2 separate regions of the Sus scrofa genome follow, and region 1 is linked to region 2. Evidence: chromatin contacts called from public Hi-C data. All regions are on one chromosome and are shown on one strand. Each heading gives the region's core, a stretch centred on a gene start, on an enhancer-like site or on the middle of the called end of the contact. The rest is flanking DNA. Distances are from core to core; before and after follow the strand shown. Region 1 overlaps PRSS57 (serine protease 57). Region 2 holds the start of TPGS1 (tubulin polyglutamylase complex subunit 1).

The links. Hi-C and Micro-C count contacts between places; a contact is called where the count stands out from the background.
Region 1: a Hi-C map of skeletal muscle shows a contact between it and region 2, with 4 times the contacts expected there. The contact joins the enhancer-like site here to the promoter of TPGS1 in region 2. A contact is called at or near these places in 3 of 47 Hi-C or Micro-C datasets (heart right ventricle, liver and skeletal muscle) and 1 of 2 datasets of contacts at active chromatin or transcription factors (skeletal muscle).

The regions. Positions count from the first base shown.
Region 1 is chr2:77,657,202-77,661,846 of Sscrofa11.1, forward strand. It overlaps PRSS57 (serine protease 57), which reads left to right. Exons shown (of 5, transcript XM_021084295.1): 5 at 1-426. FSTL3 (follistatin-related protein 3) reads right to left here. Exons shown (of 5, transcript XM_021084296.1): 2 at 3,676-3,861; 3 at 1,358-1,573; 4 at 529-756; 5 at 1-438. The coding sequence ends at 383. Among named protein-coding and RNA genes, the nearest start is that of FSTL3, 3.1 kb to the right of the region's middle. Within about 2 kb of position 1,335, at least 74 of the 83 cell types and tissues checked have an H3K27ac peak or open chromatin away from gene starts, as enhancers often do. A contact at or near this core is called in liver and skeletal muscle, where this site is marked.
Region 2 is chr2:77,780,222-77,785,051 of Sscrofa11.1, forward strand. TPGS1 (tubulin polyglutamylase complex subunit 1) reads right to left here and starts at 3,213. Exons shown (of 2, transcript XM_021084307.1): 1 at 2,830-3,213. The coding sequence starts at 3,203. It overlaps MADCAM1 (mucosal vascular addressin cell adhesion molecule 1), which reads right to left. Exons shown (of 5, transcript NM_001037998.1): 5 at 4,389-4,742. The coding sequence ends at 4,633.

The DNA.
Region 1 (4,645 bases), core at 85-2,584, 120 kb before region 2:
CAAACCCAGGCCTTGGATCCCTCTCACCTCCTGGCTCCTGTTTGAGAAGGCAGGGTGTCTCTTCATTACTTGCTGGCAGAAAATCCCCAGCCCTCTCAGGGGCCATGATAATTAACAGTTACCCCCAAGGAGCAGAAGCAGTGGGGTCCTCCTGGGCAGTATGGTGCCTGGGGTGCAGGTGCAGTGCCATCCACCCACCAGCCAGGCCCCCAGGCCTCCTTCCCCAAATCCTGCCAAGATATCGTAGGGGGAGCACCAGGGCTCCCAAAATGGTACCAGTCCAGGCTCTGGGGAGTGTCCGTCAGACATAAATTAGACTCTGCTGTGGCAATAAATAAAATGGGGAGACCTTGAACACCAGGCCCAGGCCGGCCCCACAGGCTCACACAAAGTTCTCTTCCTCCTCCTCCGACTCAGCATCTAACAGCTCAGGGGTGCCTGTAGAGTGGGAGGTACAAAGAGAGAAATAGGAGAGCGGAGAGGGGCTGGGGGCTAGACCCCGCCGCTGCTCCCCGCCCCGCGCCGCACCTGTACAGCTGCCCGGGTGACGCACGCCGATGGAGCGGCCCAGGAAGCAGGTGGCCTGGCGGAGGTGGCATGAGGACATGTAGGTGACGTTGTTGTTGCCACAGAGCTCCTGGCCAGGGCTGGAGGGTGCGGGGCAGGGTGCCGCGCGACACACCACGCAGTGCGCGCTGCCCGTCTGGTCCACGACGCACGATTGCGGCCTCAGGCACACCACGTGAGCGCACGATTCTACAGGTGAGGAGCCGGGGCAGGTCAGGTACATTCCTCTTGACCCAACAGAGCCCCAGGCCCCTCCCCGGAGCGAGCAATAGGGTCCAGCAATAGGGTCCCACCCTCAGACCCGCCCCTCTAGTCGGGCCGGAAGCCACTGGCCTTCCAGGAGACCCGCCCATACACTCAAGATCCACTCTCAATCCCGCCCCCACTCCCTCTGCGCCAACAAGCTCCTGAGTCACACACACCCATATCTCTCACCCTGGATGAAACCCAGAACCCCCTTTCCAAACCTGAACCCAATTCTCCCTCATTCCCGACCGCACAAAAGACCTAATCTAGTGACACTTCTGTTGGAGCAAAACAGGCCCCCTAGGCTCCGCCCACCACCAGCCCCGCCCCAATTAGCGAGACAACGCCCTTTGGGTAGCCTGGACTTTAGACCCCGCCCTCACGCGCAGCAGTAGCGGCCCCGGTACAGCCCACTCGGTCTGGGTGAGCGGGCTTCACGCCCCGCCCCCACAAGACCCCGCCCCGACGTGCTGCTGCAGCAGCCTCTTACAGGTTGCTCAGGCTCTGTGGCCCCGCCCCTCCCGCAGGCCCCGCCCCGACGTACTGCGGCAGCGGCCCCGGTACATGACGCGCAGGTCCGGGTGGCCGCGGCAGCGCGCGGCGAGCAGCTCGCATTCGTCGCGGTAGGTGGCGCCGTCGGAGCCGCAGACCTGCAGACGCGCCTGGAGCCCTGCGCAGTCGGGCGCGCACTCGCAGCGCGGGCGGCCCCCTAGCATGCGGCAGGCCTTGCCAGGGCCGCACTCCACCCCTTCGCACGAATCTGTGGACACAGGACACGCGCGCGTGGGCTGGGGCACGTGGCCGAGGCCGGAGGTCCCGTGCCCCCGCCGCCTGTTCTGAGCGATAAGAGGCTATGCCGGAGTCAGGGGCAGTCCAGAGTCGGGGCGCACGAGAGAGGGGACTGGGGGAGGGACCATTAGGGCGAGATTCAGCCACAGCCCGGTTGGACCCGGATTCGGGGCTGCTCCTGGGGCGGGGTGGGGGAGGGGTCTGTTGGGAGGCGGGGCTCAGTGTGGGCAGGAGGGGGTGCGTCTCGGTTCGGAATTTGGGGGTCCGGGAACCCGCTTCCATCCCCGGTCCGGCTCTCGCTCCGCAGCTGGGCCATCCGCTAGAGCTGACGTCTGTTCCCTGATTTACGCGCGTTTCTGGGAAGGCCGGCGGGGGGCCGGCTGCGTCAGCCCGGGGAGGGGGGCGGGGGGGCTCGGGGACTCCACCCCGTCCAGGCGCGGGTCTGGGGAGGACGGGTAGTGTCTGTTCCTTGTGCCTGCCAGGACCTCCCTGGAGGAGGCGTCGGGGAGGGCGGGGCGTCGACCTGATCTGAGGCTCATTTCCTGGGGGCGGGGGCTTTGCCACAACCCGAGCCCTCTGAACTAGGGGTTACCGCCCCCGCAGTCCCGTTTCTCAGGTACAGAAACAAGCCTTTTTCTCGGGTCCCCGCCCCAACTCAGGCCCCACAAAAGGCTATTTCTTGCCTCCCAACTGCCCCCGCGAGGTGGTGCCTTTTTCTCATCGTTTTACAAAAGGGGGACACTGACGCCCCATCACAACTGTGAGTGGGGAGAGCCAGTACACCTCGGCATGAGAACCCCAGACCAGACCCGATGGACCCCCAGTCCTGTGACTTGTGGGTCTGGAGGGCCGTCTCTGAGCTCGAGTTTGCATTTCAGCCTCAGTTCCCTGTGTGTAAAATGGGGCTAATGGGGAAACCCACCTTATTGGGTGAACATAAAATGATGGATGCTCCGGAGAGACCAGCCTGCGCCCTCCCTATGTCCCCCTGCCAGGGCATGTGGGCCGCACCTGGGAGCCTCCCACACTGCCCGCCCACACACACATCTGGAAACGCTCCCTTCACTCAGGCCAAAACGGAAGTGGCGGGGCTGAATTCCTGTCTCCTAGACCAGATTTGGGGGGGGGCAGGGTGTCCTGGACCATCTCACTCCCCCGTCAGGCACTTTCTGAAGTCTGAGGGCTTCTGGAGGCAACCAGGGCACATGGCAGTTGAGTTCAGGACCACCCAGCCTGGCTGATCTGGGATTAATCACATCCCAGCGGCCAGCCAGGATCCTCAGCTTGGCCTGCAGGTCTACAGCCCTCAGCTCTAGCCTCCTCCCTGCTCCTGACCCCACCCATCAGGATCTGATCCCAGGACAGGGTCTCTGCTGATGTTCTCCATACTTTTTCCAGCTGGCAAACTCCTAATCATCCCCTAAAACCCTGGCTCTAGAGCCCACTTCCTTAAATTCATTCCCCATGTGCCTCTGGGTCCTTGAAGGCTTAGCCTTGCACAGGGAGCTGGGAAGGTTCCCAAGCCCTTCTCCAGGTCAGAGAATATGTCTTGACTTGGTCATTCATTCTGCCTTCAAAGAACTCTCTCTGATGGAGGAGGCAGCATGTCACAGAACATGGTCTAGAAGGCAAATGCTTGTTAAACATGCAGCTGTGGCCCTAACCACAGACCTGGAATCTGTGGAGTTAAGGGCAGATAAGTGTTTGGGAACAGAGTGTGGGGTCACAAACCCAAATGGCCAGTTGGGGAAAAATCCACTTTCTAGTAGTTAGGTGTGAGTACTTCCACTAGGTGGAGTGCTGGTGGGAAAGGCCACCCAGGCAGGTGAGTGAGGACCTAGAGGCTGGAAAGGAAACTGGGGAGTCCTTGGAGCTTCTTGAATCCCCAACTGCAGGAAGCTGAGGCCTGGGAACCTGAAGGCCCCCAACTCCTCTGAGCTTGGGATCCCCTCCACAATCCCTCCTGCCAGCAGCCTCAAGCTCTGTCTACCTCCTGAGACGGGGAGCTCACTCGTAGCTGTCCCGCGTTTGACTACAGTAACCCTGGCCTGTGGCGGGTGCCCAGGGTCTCACCTTTGCAGGGGAGGCAATGGACGAGGCCCAGGAAGCCCAGGAGGCTGATCTTGTTCCCCGGGTGGGTAAAGTTGGACCAGGCAGTGTCAATGTTGCCAGATGCACAACACTCAGCCCGGCTCACGTCCGTCTTCAGCACAAGGCTGCAGGTGGCCTCTCGGCCCTGCTGGAGCCAGCAAACCCCACCTGCAGACAAGGGGGCAGTTCCTACCAGGCCAAAGGTGCCCTCCAGTGTCCCTCCCAACACTCAGGCCTCGACCTTCCACCCAGCTCCTGGCCATGGGGATACATACAGTTGGTACTCAGTGACTGGGGTGGCGGGTGATCTGCCCCCAATCTGTGAAGGAGGAGCGGAGAACTGCCCAGGTGTCCCCACTCTGGCTCCAGATTGTTTTGAGATCCTTTCCCTCTATGCTCCAGCCCCCACACTGCTCCACTGCCAACCCCCACCCATCTCGGGAAGCTCTCCCCCCTCCATCCAGGCCCCCGGCCCAGGCCTGGCATCCTGCCCAACCAGTCAAACACCCAGAGCTGGACATGTCAGGGTCAGTGGGCCCTGGAGCTGCCTCTCCCGCCTCTGCCCTCTGTCTAGACAGCGCCCGAGGGCACGAGGAGCCCCCTCGCCTGGCAGCCCCCCCTCTCCTGGCCCGCCTCTTACTCACTCCAACTTGGGAACATTCCCCTTGCATGAGCTCACTGTCTCCCCGGGGACGCGGCCTTCGGGGAGGGGGCTTGGCGCTTCCCTCATTGCAGGACTGGGGTGGGGCTGCAGGGTGGGATGGGGGGCAGATGCCCTCAGTTTATGCACCGTTAAGTGGGGGCAGGAGTGGCCACCAGCCCCCATTCCGGAGAGCTCCGAGGCTCCCGGGCACTGTGCTGAGCACCTCCAGGGACCAGCTCTGGATGCCCAGCACGTTGGCACCACCTTGTAAGAGGGGAAACTGAGGCCAAGAGTGGGATGTGACTTCCT
Region 2 (4,830 bases), core at 1,963-4,462:
ACATGTGCAGCATCCCAGGACCTCAGGGGTCAGATGGTTGTGGAGCACAGTCTCCTGGAGTGAAATTTCCTAACCCAGGGGTCTCGCCTGGGGAAAATCTGTCCTCAGGGGTCACTGGGGATGTCTGTGCTTGTCATGATGGGGCTTCTGGCTGTCAAGTGGGTGGGGCCATGGAAGCTGCCCCCCACCCAAGCCCAGGATGGGCCCCTCTGCTGAAAAGGCTTGGAGCTGAGGAGCCTGGCTCAGACCAAGTAGTGCTTTTGCATCTTTTTTGGAGCCACAGTGCCCAGGTCTGACTCTGGCGCTCTCCCCTGGTGGCCCCTGCAGGTCCGGAGTCAGCTCTGTGTGTGCTCCGAGGGCCAATGCGATGCCAGCACCACCATGACCAGTCCTAGTGGCCAGCACTTCTGATTTCTCAGGCACCAGCAGAGGGGTTTTTTAACATTCTCCCCAAATCTTTCATGCTGAGGACACTCTCAAGAATGGCCCCATGGTGCTCCAGCCTACCTCTCTGCCTCGGGACAAAGCTGTCTGGCCTGGGGGGACCACCCCTCACACCCAGGACTCACCTTGACCTGGCCTTGGCTTCTGACCTGTCAGCAGAGGTTAAGGGGCAACTGACTGAACCCACCACTGAGTCCCCTACCAGCCCTGTCTCTGGGGGGATCAGGCGCACCCTGGAGCCCTGGAACATGGCCACCAGCACCTGCCATGGGTCTTGCCCACTCCTGTTCCTCTGTGTCCCCAGCCAGCACCCCAACACCCCTGCAGTGCAATGAATAGTGGCCCCCAATGCATGTCCATCCAGAACCTGTGAGTGCGGCTTATTAGGGATTAGGGTCTCCGCAGGTATAATTAGTTCAGGATCTGGAGATGAAGTGAGACAGCCTGAAATCCAGTGCCAAGTGTCCTTGTGAGAGAGAGACAGAGACACAGAGAAGAAACCACGGAAGATGAGGCAGAGGCTGGGGTGATGCAGCCAGAGGCCAAGGATGCTTGGAGCCCCCAGAATCTGCAAGAGGCAAGAAGGACCCTCCCCTGGAGTCACCAGAGAGACCAGAGTCTGCCACACCTTGATTTCAGATTTTCCTGGTCAGGGATCAGATCTAACCTGCAGTTGTGACCTATGCTGCAGCTGCAGCAACACTGGATCTATAACCTATGGTGCCAGGCTGGGGATGGAACCTGCGTCCCAGTGCTCCAGAGATGCCGTGGATCCCATTGCACCACAATGGTAAGCTGCAATTTCTATTGTTTTAAGTTACCAAGTTTGTGATAAGTGGTTCCAGCAGCCCTGGAAAACTCAAACAGCTCCCTTTGTTCAAAACCCAGGACACTTCTCAACCCTCATCTACAGAGCCACTGGACCCAGGGCTGCCGACAGCTCACAAGGTGCCTTTGTGTGAATTAGAAGCTCTGCCAGAAGGCTTCACACAAAAGTCCCCGCCTGTGATGTCTATGGGGTGGGTGGCTTGTGCAGTACCTGACCTAAAAAACTGTACACGACCCTGCTACTGACTCTTCCTCCTGGAAGTTGTCCTGGGCTGCCCCTCTCCTCTGGTTCCCTCCTCCATGTCTGGTCGGCCTTCTCATGCTTTGCTGTGGGTTTGCTGAGGCTGTGGCCCCTCAGAGTTGGATCCTGGGCTCTTCCCAGCTCCCCCGAGGCCTTCATAACCCCTCCCAAGTGACAACCTCCTGCCCCTGTCACGTCTCCGTTGCAGACCTGACTGCCCACCTTTCTGCTGCAAGATTTTCCCAGCCCCCTACTCAGCTCCCCTCAGAACCAGTGTGACCTCCCATCTCAGGGACCTGTTCCTGTTCCTGTTCCCTGCACAACTCCTGCCACCTCGGCCCCAGCAAAAGCAGCAACTCGACCTTCAGAGCATGTGCCCTGAGCTCTGGACGCTCACCAGCTTGCTCCCTGCCAGGTCCCTATCTCTGGCCACCCCCTTTTCTGGCTGTCACCTTGGACACTCCCCCCTTCCCCCTGTGGCACAGACAGGCACTCTGCATGGGTGCCTGCTCTCCATACCCCTCCCCACACCCAGGCTTCCTCCAAGCCTCTCTGTGCTCCCCTTCTTAGGAGCTGCCTCCAGATAGGGGGGCTGGGGGATTAGGCTGAAACTCTCCCCTGCCTGGCTTCCTCCCCTTCCTGAGTTCTCTGAGAGCACCTTCTTATAACGTGATCCCCATGTGAATGCTCGCCTCAGGCTCTGCTTCTGGGGAACCCCCAATCTAAGTCCCAGCCCACCTACATCCAGCAGCAACCTTGTCTGGTTGATGCTGGTTCTCTCCATCCACGTGGTATGGCTCACACATTCAACGGGTGTTTCTCAATCCCCTTCTATGGGCTCAGAGCTGGGGGTGGGGGTGGGCGGCAGGCACCATCCCCTCCACACCGCCATGCGAAAGTTCCACGGCCTTCCCTTCCCCTGTGGACCCCCACACTGCAGCCCTACAGCCTCCAGGCCAGTGCGCCTGCTGGCCTTTCCCTGTGCGTCATGCAGGCCCCTTCCCGGACACCCCTCCTGCCCGCAGGAGGCCTTGCCCTAGGGCTGCAAAGGGAAGCTCAGCACCTGCAAAAAGGCATCACAAAAGACAAAGTCGACCAGAGCTCGCAGCACTGGCCCTCATCTCGGTGGCCGAGCCGGGAACCTCCAGCTGACAGCAGTGCGCGCCCACCCCGCGCCAGGGGCAACGGACCACAGTTCCCAGCAAGCCCCACGCTATATCGCCGGCGCCGAGGCGGGGAGCGAGCAGCACGGAGCACGCTGGGAGTTGAGGTCCGGCCGCATCCCCTACCCGCCCGGGCCCGGCCCAGCCCCGCACCTCTGGGAGTGGTGAGCCAGGCGAAGATGCCATAGCGCGCGGCCCAGGCGCTGCTGCTGCAGCAGGAGCTGGCCCGGGGGCTCCCCGGCGCCGCCGTTTGCAGGCGAGCGCAGGCCCATGTTCTCGAAATAGTGTGCAAGGAAGGCAATGGGCTCCTCGGGTCGCGCCTCCAGCACCTTCAGCAGGGCCGCGCGCAGCATCTCCGTCACGCCGACCTGCCGCAGAAAGTCCTCCTCACTCTCGGCCGTCACAGCTGCTCGGGAGACCCCTGGCCGGCCGCTGTCCGTGATACTGGCCGCCTGGGTCATCGCCGGCCGCCGCTTCTCCACTGCCGCCATCTTCGCTGAGGGCGACAGGGCCGGAAGCGCCGCCATATTTCACAGTACGCTAGCGACTCGGGCCGGCCATCTTGGTTAAGGGCAGAGAGCACCCGGATCCCGCTGGGATACTGGGAAATCACCACCGCAGGCCACTCTTTCTCCTAGGTTCTAACTGGCATTCTCTCTCAGGTTTCCTCTTTACGTGTGCTGGCTGGTTTTCCTGGCTTGGGCCAGGAACTTAAATTTTGCCAGACTCCAAAATGGATCCCTAGGAAGGGCTTGGTTTCTGGTGTGAAGCTGGATTGCTTGCCATCTTGGTAGTGGGCGAGCCCTTCATTAGCACGGTGCCCTGGCAACCGGTCTCCTTGGTTACCAAAGACGCCCTGCTGAGCATAGGCGGTATGGCTCCACCCCACCTCCAGGACTAAGTAATGTCCCCCTCCCTTTTCTGATTTTCAACTCAGCGTTTGTGCTCAGCCTAATTCAGTCTACGTCTGACTGTGTAGCACTTCGTGGGGAAAAGCTCCCTCTATGCACCAGACTGTGTTCGGGGTCCACTCTGCGCTCCCTCTGCCCTTAGTCCCCGGTACGCGCCTGCTGAGTGAGTGGAGTACTCACGGTTCCCAATTATTCGCCCCTGGCTATTACCTTTCCTTCCCACCAGAGGGATCTTTGTCGCCTGCATCCTCTATAACTCTCAACTCTCTCAGAGCGCCCAGTTATAGCAGGCTGAAGTCCCTGGCATCTACAGTCCTGCCAATCTCATATCCAGCCCCTCTGTCTTGCCTTTCCCGCCACCTTAGCCCACAGCCATTCGCAAAGAGATGCTATTTCCCTTAACAAGTCACCTCTGTCTGTCTTTGCCCATGCCATCCCCAACAAATCTCCGCTGCTGCTGCTTTTTTTTTTTTTGGCCACACGGAAATTCCCAGTTCAGGAATCAAACCTGTGCCACAGTGGTGACAACACAGGGTCTTTAACCCGCTGAGCCACCAGGGCACTCTCTCTTCTCCGCTTCTTTTGAGGACTCCTAATTATTCTTTTAGCGTCAGTGTCCCGTTTCCCCCCCAGGGAAGGGCAGCAGGCAGGCAGAGTGCACACCTCTCCCCGAGCCCTGGCCAGGTGGGGCTGGGGTGTCTGTCCTTCCTTGTCTCTCTGGGGAGTCACCCAGAGCAGAGGATGCCTGGAGCTGTGTAGAGGATTCCAATGTCTGTTCTACCACAGGAACCACTGCCAAAGTTAGGCCAGATGCTCTTTATTCTCCAGCTCTGCACTGTTGGGGTGGCTCCCCAGGGGCCTCACTGAGGGGAAGCCCAGCCAGCTGGGAAGCCTGGATGTGCTGCCATCAAGGTAAAGGGTGCATGGTCAGCCCCTCTGCTGTCCATAACCCTGTCAATGTCCTCTCGTTGCAACTGAGTGGAAAGAGTCCTCCTCTTTGTGGTCCAGGTGGCGCCGGAGGCCCAGAGGAGCGTAGGCCTGGTCATCAGCTGGTGGGCCGGCAGCGTTTCCACAGGCGGTAGATGAGGAACACCAGGAGAAGCAGCCCCAGCACCAAGCTACCCGTCCATAGGGCTGCAGATGCTGGCAGGGAGCCTGGGGCAAGATACAAAGGGAGCCCTTACACCCCTGCAGGTTTGGGGAGCAGCTTAGCAGAGTCTGCTAAGGGCTCCCACATTCACCG